2 separate regions of the Rattus norvegicus genome follow, and region 2 is linked to region 1. Evidence: chromatin contacts called from public Hi-C data. All regions are on one chromosome and are shown on one strand. Each heading gives the region's core, a stretch centred on a gene start, on an enhancer-like site or on the middle of the called end of the contact. The rest is flanking DNA. Distances are from core to core; before and after follow the strand shown.

Region 1 (5,398 bases), core at 417-2,916:
CCGGCTCTTACCCAGCCGGCGCCGCCGCCCCTCTCCGCCCTCCTCTTTCTCCACCCCCAGCGCGCCCCCCTTCCTTCCTTTGCCGGCTTTTCTTTCCTATTGCTGACTTGGAGGGGAGAGCTCAGTCTCAGGCTCTAACAAGCCTCTCCAAAGGGGAGGGGGTGTCAAATAATAAGAGACACCTCCCTGCTACACTCTAAACCGCGACGCCACTGCGCCAGAGACCCCACAGCGATTCAGCACCCGGTGCAGGGCGTCTTCCCTCTCCCCGCCGAGGGTAGCAGCTGTTACCGAACAGCTCAGATCAAGACTCACCGCAGTCTCCCTAGCAATTCAGGGGCGCGGGGAATACCCGCGGATCCCAACCAGGAATGTGAGGATTCCCTCTGGTTTTCCCCAAGTCAACGAATCGGTCACATCCCTGCCCCAGTTTTGCCTCTCCTCAGTGCGCTAGTCCAACACCAAGTCCTAATACCGCGGAGGGTTAGGCTTAAATTTTACTATGATCACTATTTTTAAAGCCCAATGGCAACTTCTTAAAAGGATCAGGGACCGGTTGCAATCGCCGCCGGGGATTGGCGGGCGGGACGCACCCCCGAGTTGGTCTCAGGCTGTCAGAAATGCACCAAGCCGAAATTTAAATGCCCTCCCAAAGACTGGGAAGTCAGAGGCTACGGAGCCTTCTCGCTTTTTGCGGAGAACACGCAAAAGGTAATCCCTTTCCCAAAGACCTCAGGATACGAAGGGCTTCCTTTGGCCACCGCGAAGAGACCTCCGGCTTTGACACCCCCCCCCCCAAAGGACATAAATATCAATTAATGTAGCACAGCAAGAATGTCCAACCGGCCCGGGTCAGCGTCAGCCCACGGTAACCTCTGGAAGACAGTTTCAAAATGCACCCCGGTTTTTTCCTTCCCCTTTCCTGTCATCTTGACAAGTCGTTCTACCCCGACTCAGATCCACCTCAACTCCGCCCCGGCCTACCCCAACTACTCTGAGTAAAGTGTCAAAAGCACAGAAATTGAATAAAGACTGTTCTAACCGGTCGCTACACTCAGGACGTAGAGAAAACAGTAGAAGACCAACAGATCTGTGCTTACCGGGTTTTCCACCTCCCAAAGGAAATTCAGGCTTCAAATAACGCGAGGAGCTCTTTTCAGGGGAGCCGATCGCGGGCAGAGGCAGAGAACACTGTCCCCAAATAGACAAAAATTCCCTCCCCTGCGCCTGGGGAGTCCTGTCCTGGCTCGCAGATTGTAAGTTCCAGTGAGAAGTGTCTGCCCGTTGCAATGGGCAAAGTTTCCCAGAGGCGGCGAGGGTTGCGACCGCTGATGTTGGGTCAGCGGGAGGATTGGGTCGAGGAGGCAGCAAGCCTGGAGGCAAAGCCCTTCTCACTCCAGAGCTGCCTTCCTAGGAAGCCCGGAGTGGGGCTCTGCACACTGGGCTCTTCCAACCCGCCCGCTCACTCCCTCTGTCTCTCGCTGGAATTACTACAGCGAGTCAGAAAAAAAACGCCCGAAAAGCTTCTTTTATACTGCGACTCCGGATCCCTCCCCTCGCTTCTTTTTCCCGCCAAGCCTCGGCGAAGCCCTGCCCTTTTGGAGGCAGGAGGCGAGCGGAGTGGGCGCGGCGGAGGCGGCAGCGGAGAGCAGCGCAGCCCGGGGGTCCTTAGCCGTGCAGACCCCCGGATTATAAAGGGCGGGTGGGCGGGGATTAGCCAGAGAATCTCTTTCTCCCTCCCCTCCCGACCTCTATTTTTTTCCTCCTCTCGCTCCCCCGCCCTCTGCTTTGGGAACTCGGGAGGGGCACTAGTGGGGAGCCGGGGAAAGAGGAGGAGCCTCAGTCCCGCAGCCCAGTACTCCGACTCGGGGTGTAAACAGTAATAGCGCAGCATGAATTAACTGCGCGCCCGACCATTTTCTCCTGCTCGCGCGTCGGTCCTTTCCCTTTCTGTACAGTTGTTCGGGCGCAGCGCTCGGCTGAACTGTGTTCTTGTCCTGCGTGTATTAGTCACCGCAGGTGGAACAGCTGCCTCGCTCCACACAATACGCCGTGTACCCTGAGCCGCGTCACGCACGTCTCGGGCGGCCAGTCGTCTCTCTAAGGTCGGGGAAACAGAATTTAAAAAGGGAAGGACGAAAAAAAAAAAAAGAGTTATGTAGGAGCCCTTGCTCAGTGTGGAGTGATAGTTGAAGACCTACGACAGATGAGGTCTGAGCAGAAAAACGATGCCTGGAATCATTAAAATTGCTCAGCAACTCAATGCCACGTATACTTGGAGAGCCACTTAGGAATAAACAGCCACTGCATCTCTCGGGGAGGGCAGTGTGTATTTTGCGTTTGGGCGTACAGCTATGTTGACTGGGCACATTCTTTACAGAATGAATCCCCCAATTTGCTGCCAGAAAGGCCCTCCACTCCAACACCTCCCGTTCGGACCTTCCACCAGGCGGGGTGGGGTGGAGGCGGCTCCTTGCCCCGTAGGTCTTTCTGCGCGTTCCAGAGCTGGAGTAGAGTAGGACTGCGGCGGTGGGCGCGCTCTACCCGGATCCTCCCGGTCGAGTCTCTGCCAGTCTACACCCCATGCACCTCCACTCAGAGTTCCAGTTCCACAGCCAGTTTTCACTAAAGGCAAATCCTCTTTGCCCCTGTGGAGCCAGTTTGCACCAGACTCCGGCTTAGAGGTTGGGGGTGGGGGGGGGCGGGAATCAAGGCGCTAGACGCGAGAATATGCCATGGATTGGGGGTTGGGGGAAACCCGGACTTCCCAGAAAGGGGGAGGAGTAGAATTGCCAACCCAGATCTGGGGAGCCTGCGGAGACCCTAGAATAAAGGAAACCGTTAACCCCTTCCTCTCAGGACAAACCCCAAACTTTCCCCTTTTATTACTGGAATCGTAATTATGCACTTAAAAAAAGGTCGGCCCGGGTCAGATCAAAGTAACGTTGTGTCTTTGCCTTCGTATGTGTGTGTTAAACTAATTAAAAGCCGACTCTAATTTTTACACTAATTTCCCAATTTACTTTTTCCTCAATACCATGCCGTGCATTTTGTAGAGTCCCCAAAGGTATACACACTTAATATATACACGATAACCTAGTTTATTAACCAACGTGAAACATGAATCTTTTGCTCTGTGTTTTGGTTCTAGATTTATTATATAGTGCATATTTCCTCGGGATTTGCTTATCCTACGCATCAAAACCCAAAGCAGTCTCCTCATTCAGGACTCCTCGCCCCAAGGCATTTTAAGAAACCTCTCACTGCTACCCCCTAAAAAAAGAAGAGACTACAGTAGCGTGTAGCGTGTGTAAGGTGCGCATTGTTCAAAGTAGTCATTAGCCATTGAGTTTGCAATTTAGGATTCAGCTGTTGGATGATAGTATCTTCCTTCATCGAGCTCATTGCACAATTCAGCTTTAAGGATTGCAAAATGACTACAGCCTCTAGGATTTTGCCTCAAACGCCAAGAGCCACCAATCCCTAGGCTGCATTTTGCTGCAGAGACTCTTTCCCCGCCCCCTCCCCGGGTTGTGGCTCTCGGATTTGCGAAAGTAAAGTGTGCCCTCTACTGGCCACAGATCACAGCTTTGCGAAGCCAACGAGGGCGGAGGTCGGGTGGGGGCAGGGCATTTGCTTGCTGGGCTTCCAGGTTCTGGGAAGAAGCTTCGTTGCCTAAGATAAGCTTCCGGTCATCCTTTAAATGACTCTTTCAGACTGCCAAGGAGCTAAAGGAAGAGAAATTACTAGAGGAAAAAGTGGTTCCGAGGTGGCTATCCAGCTGCATAGACGGGGAGAAAATTAACCCATGGCTACTTTCAGACATTCACCCAAAAGAGAGCCCTAGTTGTGGATGGGAAAAGTGAATAATTCATGGGTATACATGTGAAAGAAGTAAAAAGCAGAGCAAGCTTTATCCCCCAGGTCCCACACCTCTGTCATCATGTTCTAAGCTGGAAGCTTGAAAGCAGAACACTGGATTTTATTGGGCAAGGGGAGTCAAAACGCAAGGCAGGGGTATTAATTTATCATCACCTTGTTTTATTATCATTATTTGCTATTGCTGTTTTTTTGAGAGATGGTCTCACTACTAATTTTTGCTTGCCTGAGACTCACGGTTTTATTTTATTAGTTTTGTGTTACTGTTTTTGTTTTTTGTTTTTTTTCCTCTTCCTCTTCTTTACAAAAGACCTTATGAATCCCAGGACACATCTCACCGCACCCAGGTTTATGCCCTGATAAGTGTGAATGGAATCCCGGGCGGGGGGCATGCCCTTCAGTAGCTACATTGAATCTTGAGACTCTGCACCTGGTTTCTACATTCTTTTTTTTTTTTTTTAAAGATTTATTTATTTATTATATGTAAGTACACTGTCGCTGTCTTCAGACACACCAGAAGAGGGCATCAGATCTCTTTACAGATGGTTGGGAGCCACCATGTGGTTGCTGGGAATTGAACTCATGACCTCTGGAAGAGCAGTCGGGTGCTCTTAACCGCTGAGCCACCTCTCCAGCCCGGTTTCTACATTCTTAATGATGCTCACCCCGGGCCCTACTGCTTATAAATTGGGTGGTTAAACAATTAGCGCAGAGAAAGAGTGGGATTCCTCTGCCAGAATATTTTAGACAGCCATTTTATTACAAGGTCAAAATTTTAGCGGGCATGGTGATGAATGCCTTTAATCCCAAATGTCTGGGAGGCAGAGGCAAGAGGATCTCTGTGAAGTTCAGGTCAGCGTGTTGTACAGAAGTTCCAGGGGCAGGCAGATTACTTAATGAGGTCTCATGAAACAGATAATCTTCTGTATGGCAAAGGACAGCATCATTCGGGCAAAGTGGCAGCCTACAGAATGGGCAAAGATCTTTACCAGCTCCACATCTGAGAAGGAGCTAATATTCAAATATATATAAAGAGCTAAAACAAGAGAGAGATTGAGAAAATGAAACTAATCACCCAATTAAATAGGATACAAGCTGGTGGATAGATCTCTTGAGTTCAAGTCCTTAGATCAGGGTGGCCTCAAAGTAGGTGATCTGCCTGCCTCTGCCTCTCAAGCACTGTGATTAAAGCTGTGGCCCACCACTACCGAGGTGCTACATAATTTTTTTTAAAGGTTGAAAATTTAAACCCAAAGAACTGCTTAAAGGTGGGCATAATACAATGGAAATTTGTACAACCTACACAGTGGTTGTGAATGTCTCAGTATTATGCAGAAGATTCTCGACTGCATCTGATTAACAGAGTATTCAACATATGTGACAGGGTGGATAGCCTCCCCTTGGAAAAGGCCTCTTAGGGAAGAGTTCCTAGGGTCATCTCTTTAGCATTAGTCTGTTAGAGACTGTGCAACCCACCCTCAGCCTCTCGCCAAACACCCCAAACACAGGACAGCACCAT
Region 2 (5,206 bases), core at 758-3,257, 1.5 Mb before region 1:
GTAAAATAGGTTGGGGTTAGGGTGAGTAAAAATGCAGGAGGGAAATGGAATGTCATTCTTTGAGTATGAATGAAGGTCTTACGACATCCTTCTGGGAATCAATTTTTCTTATCTCTTCAAGGGAGATATATCTATTCACAATATGATATGGCAGCCAGAGGATATAGGACGTAACAGAATCTTAACAACACTTCTATTATTGCTGCTGGTTTGCTCATTGTAGAGATTATGTAATCAAAGTTGTTGTTTTTCAGGTGAGGCAATTAAAGGCTAAAGAATGAATGTGGGTTGTCACCAGGGTCACCTGTAGGATGTTTCCCCTTGTCTCCTTTAATTTGTCTATCATTTTCCATATTATTCTGCTTCCTGGAAGCTAAGCTCCATGCATAGAATTGACAGGGCTTCAGGCCCTGAGGTTTATCACTAGGATGTCCCAGTAGAGAAGAGGAAGAGGGAAGAAAAATCAATGAGGTTTGAATATTTTTCTTGTTTTACCCCCTGGCAATCTCTATTAGTTAGTTACACATGTCTACAGTTGAGCACATATTCTCAAATTGGTTGACTTTCTACATGACTTTCTCCTTAACGAATCTTGAACAGGCATCTATCTCTGCTTCATTGAGATGGTTCTGAATTTGCTGACACCAGGATTGGTTAGTATACTACTTTCTTTGTAAAAGAGTTTTTCAAAGTATTCTACATTGATATTTAAGGGTAATTGGGAGAGATAATTTTAGATGCCAAGATTCTTGGTGATAAGTATACAGTCTTTCTTTAAAATTCTCTGTAACATCATTTATGTTTCCATTTTACTGTCTCCTGAGAACAGAGCCTATTCTTGGGCATGGAAGATACCCAAATCAGCAGTATGGATGTTCAGTTCTCTGAGACACTACATGATAGAACTGTAATACAAGTGTTATCAACAAGTACTTTTTGTTTAAAAAAAAGCCAAATTAAAATATTTTAGACATTGGGATACTTATCTTCATTGAAATCACTAAACCCTGTCATTACAGAACAAATTCGCCACAATCAATATCTTTACAAATGATGGCTGTTTACTTTATTCATATTTGCTATAATTTGCATTTTGTATTTGTCTGTCTGTCTATCTATCTATCTATCTATCTATCTATCTATCTATCTATCTATCTATCGACTTTTCACCTTCAGTATGTTACAAAAAGTATGATACCTAGCCTGTGATCATTTGGTGTTAGGCATAAGGCCATATCTTGGCTTCTGTTCATTGTATATTAGGCTTTGTGTGTGGACATATGGTACAAAGTGGAGTAGAGTAAGGAGGCCAAGGGCTGGGAGGAAAGGCGAGGAGAGAATGCTGGAAATTATTTGGCAGTGAAAGGAATAAACCTTTTAAAACTTAACTAGTAAGCAAAAGCAAGGACTTATCACCAGTGGCATGAGTAAACTGGTAAGGCCAGTCTGTCACCATGCCACTCTGAGACTGCCATCTCTCCCTGACCATGGGAGGCAAGCAAATCTAGGTTTGTAAATGGAGCTGAAATTGGTAGGATCAGAGAAAAGAAGCACAGAAGTGATGGGGAGCAGAGGCCACCTCTATACCTCTCCACACACAGAGAAACTCTGAAGCAGATCTTAAGGGATCAGAGTTCATGCTGAAAGAGTGGGCTTTGGAGATGGGCAGAATGAGTGGTAACCAAGATTTAGGCTATGGGCTTAGGAAGTCCTTAGTGCCAAGGCCAATTCTAACACTTATAAGTTGAGTGATAGTTAGGAAAGTTATTTAATCTCATGGAGCTCACTTTTTGATAGCCAGTGCTCATCATGGCTTCACTGGTTTCACTGCCCCAGTGAAGATTTGGTGGTGTATCACACACAGACAGCTCTCAGCAGTGGAGGCTCACGATCAGTGTTCAGTGAAGGTTTACTACTTATTAGTGTGATGCTGATTCAGCTTCCAAATTAGCTGGGCTCTCACAGTGCCCAAGTCCAAGTGCTTCTTGCCCTTTGCTTATGAAGATGACAGCTGGAAAGTTGGCAGCAGAGTTGAACACGAGGTTTCCCTTCTAAATCACTGACAACATTAGCTCTTATAAACCTCCACTGGCAGAAATCCATTTCTTTGGACCTGGACCTTAGAGAACTTGAATTCATTGGGTGTGGTGCCAAGGCTATTTTGTCTCAGTTTAGACAATACCTTCACAGTTGTTTCAGCAAACACTGTATCTGTTATTAAAGCGAAAGTCAATTTATTTTCCTGTTTAAGCTGTACAAGGAGAGAGCAAAGTATGGGTTAGTTCTCCTTTTTTAACAGTTCCTTTTTGAGTCCTGTTGCTGGTGGCTTTCATTGTTCTTAATGGTGCACTCTCCAATCTGTCTGATGAAAAAAATGGCAGGAAAAAAAAGCAGCATTCTGGGTGACGTAATTGGAGATAAATAGGCATCTTTCCCAGGATGCCACAGTGAGACAGCTGGACATTTATTTATCACATCCTGGACGTACTTTGATTCTGATCTAAATGTAAGATTGCAAAGATGGTAACATTTCACTGCTGAGAAACTGGTGTGAAAATGGAGGGCTGCGATGTCTAGTTAAATGATTACACAGGCAGTCATGGTCCATTTGGAGATAAGAATATTAATTTGTCTAAAGATAGGGGAAAAATAGAAACATACTAAACATGTCCATTGTGTTACACTTGTGAAAAAGAAATAAGTTCTAGTAAATTATAACAATTACTTCTAATCCAGAACTTAGGCTGTATTTGAAAATTAATTACAGAGCTTTCAAACACACTGCCAATATATGTATATGTATCTAGGTAACTATAAGGGAAAACTGATAGCCTTTTCTAAGGATACAAAAGGGTTGAAGTGGAACCACTCAGAATGATACTCAAATGTAACACTGTGGTCAGGTACCATCACCCTTCACTAAAGCCTGGCATACAAAGAAGCACTCAAAATTCAGTTAAGTTTAGGGTTAGGGTTAGGGTTAGGGTTAGGGTTAGGGTTAGGGTTAGGGTTAGGATTAAGGTTTGGGTTAGGGTTAGGGTTAGGGTTAGGGTTAGGGTTAGGGTTAGGGTTAGGGTTAAGGTTTGGGTTAGGTTAAGGTTAGGGTTAGACATCCAGATGCTAGTGTTTGTCCCTTTTCCAAAACTGAGTGGGACAAGTTTGCAGAGAAGCACTCAAAAGTCAAGGTGCAAGGAACCCAGAGTTCTGGCGTATGCCCTCTAGAAGATCTTCAAAGAGGTGTAGCTTTCAGCATGCAAGGAATGTCAGAGTTATAACCCAGGAGTGCAAGGAAATTTGAAGGTATAGGGAGCTAGGTCTGGACCACTTTGAAAATATCTTTGATTAATAGATATACTTAAAAGTGTCAAGTAACTTGGTAGAGTAGCAGTCCTCCAGAGGTTCAGGAAGTGGGATTGTGAATGAGTGAAATAGGCAAGAGAGGAGTCAGTAGCTGAGACTCTGGAACAGGCCCTGTGAGGAACTCCTGAGGAATCAATGGGCATTTCTTGAGAGCTCATCTGTCGTGTGATTCTGCCACCCAGGAGAACCCAAGACCAGACATCATTTGAGCCTAACACTGTTCCTTATCTCTCTCTTTTCTTTGACTTTCCTCAGTGCAGATGGATTCCATGGCAGGTACAAGTGAGAGAAAGATGAAGGGCACAGATATACCAAAAAAGCCACCATTTATGATCTCTTTCCTATGGAAGGCATGTGTGAAGTGAGTTAGGAACCAGAGTTGGCTTAGAAAAAGAATTTAAGTTTCATTAATTGATGATGGTGCTATATAAAACTTTGAGTTTTAGACTGAAAGAGTTTTTAATTATTAGGCTAGATATTTTTATTAATGAAATGATATCATGGTAATGCCTGAAGGTTATAAGAACACACACATACACACACACACACACACACACACACACACACACACACACACACACACACACACACACACACCTCCAATTTACTGTGGCTTGGATAGAAAATTTTCTGTCTTATGATGTGAAGTTATATTCAGTCAGTTGACATTTTAGTTTTGGACTTTTTTGATATTTTTTTCTGGTCTGGCCTTGGGTAGTGTGATACTCTTCATGCTGGTCAGCTACAGTAAGCCACAACTCCCAGTAGCCACATGACAATATGGGAAAACACCTGGTTCTTTATAGTACATTGTGTTGCCAGAGGTGTTTTGAATACAGATGTTCAGTAAATTACATCACACATTTAAGACTGTTTCATGAAATAAGCTTTGTATGGGATGATTCTCCCCAACTGAAGGGTAATGTGAGTGCTCTGAGAACATCAAAGTAGGCGTGGCTAAGCAAAGATGTTCACAGCTTAAGCTACATTAATGCATTTTCTACTGATTTTCAGTTTCTAGAAGTTTTAACAAAGACATACTCAGCATGTTCACAGGAACTACGTTTGTAATATGTATGATGACCTGGGAGAGTTAATAACCTGCCTCCCAGAATTCCTTGCACACGTAAAGAAATGGCCAAAAGCAAGAGGCAGCTTGTTTTATTTATTCAGTCTTGAGTTCTTTGTGATTGACAAAGCATGGTAATAAACAGTCAATAGACACTACACAATTTTTCATCCTGCTTTAGCATGTAAGATCATAACACTGGTGCTTTTTCATACTTGAAAAGGATTTTCATGACCATTTGCAGGTATACAATGGCCCATTCAATGATGTACTTCTGCAGTGACTGGGCATTTTGGTTGTTTCACGCAGTTCATATTTACACTCAGAGCCATTGTGGTGTAGGGAATCTTGCAAGCCAACTGGAGCAGGAAAGCAGAGTTCCAGTTTTGTGTGTTTTCATAAAACATTGGATTAAATGAATGTAACAGCTCACCCAGGGGAATAGACCTGAAAATTAGATTTTCAAAATAACTTGGGTTTCTTTCAAACCATGCACTTATTGTCCCACTTGACTGTACTTTCCAGAAAGATACTAGACAGGAAATGGGAGGTGGATATTGGCTGTTCAGAATGGGGCTCTCTTTCCCCCAAAAGAGCACAACTGTAAGGCCTTTTGAGAAGATGACAGATGCTGTGACTTTTCAGTGTAAGGATGTTTTAAACTTTCATGGTTCCAAGGTAGCACCATTTTCCAGAAATGTATTATTCACCCATACAACTCATACTTTTAATTGAACTTTAAAGTAATATGACTAATAAGAAAAAAAAATTTCCACC

What was found. A called contact is a pair of places that touch in the nucleus more often than the background predicts.
Region 2: a Hi-C map of psoas muscle shows a contact between it and region 1, with 2.6 times the contacts expected there. The contact joins the enhancer-like site here to the promoter of Myc in region 1.

The regions. Positions count from the first base shown.
Region 1 is chr7:95,479,373-95,484,770 of GRCr8, reverse strand. Myc (MYC proto-oncogene, bHLH transcription factor) reads right to left here and starts at 1,666. Exons shown (of 3, transcript NM_012603.2): 1 at 1,101-1,666. The coding sequence starts at 1,130.
Region 2 is chr7:96,935,067-96,940,272 of GRCr8, reverse strand. No RefSeq gene overlaps it. Among named protein-coding and RNA genes, the nearest start is that of Rgs22l, 430 kb to the right of the region's middle. Within about 2 kb of position 2,007, at least 1 of the 93 cell types and tissues checked has an H3K27ac peak or open chromatin away from gene starts, as enhancers often do.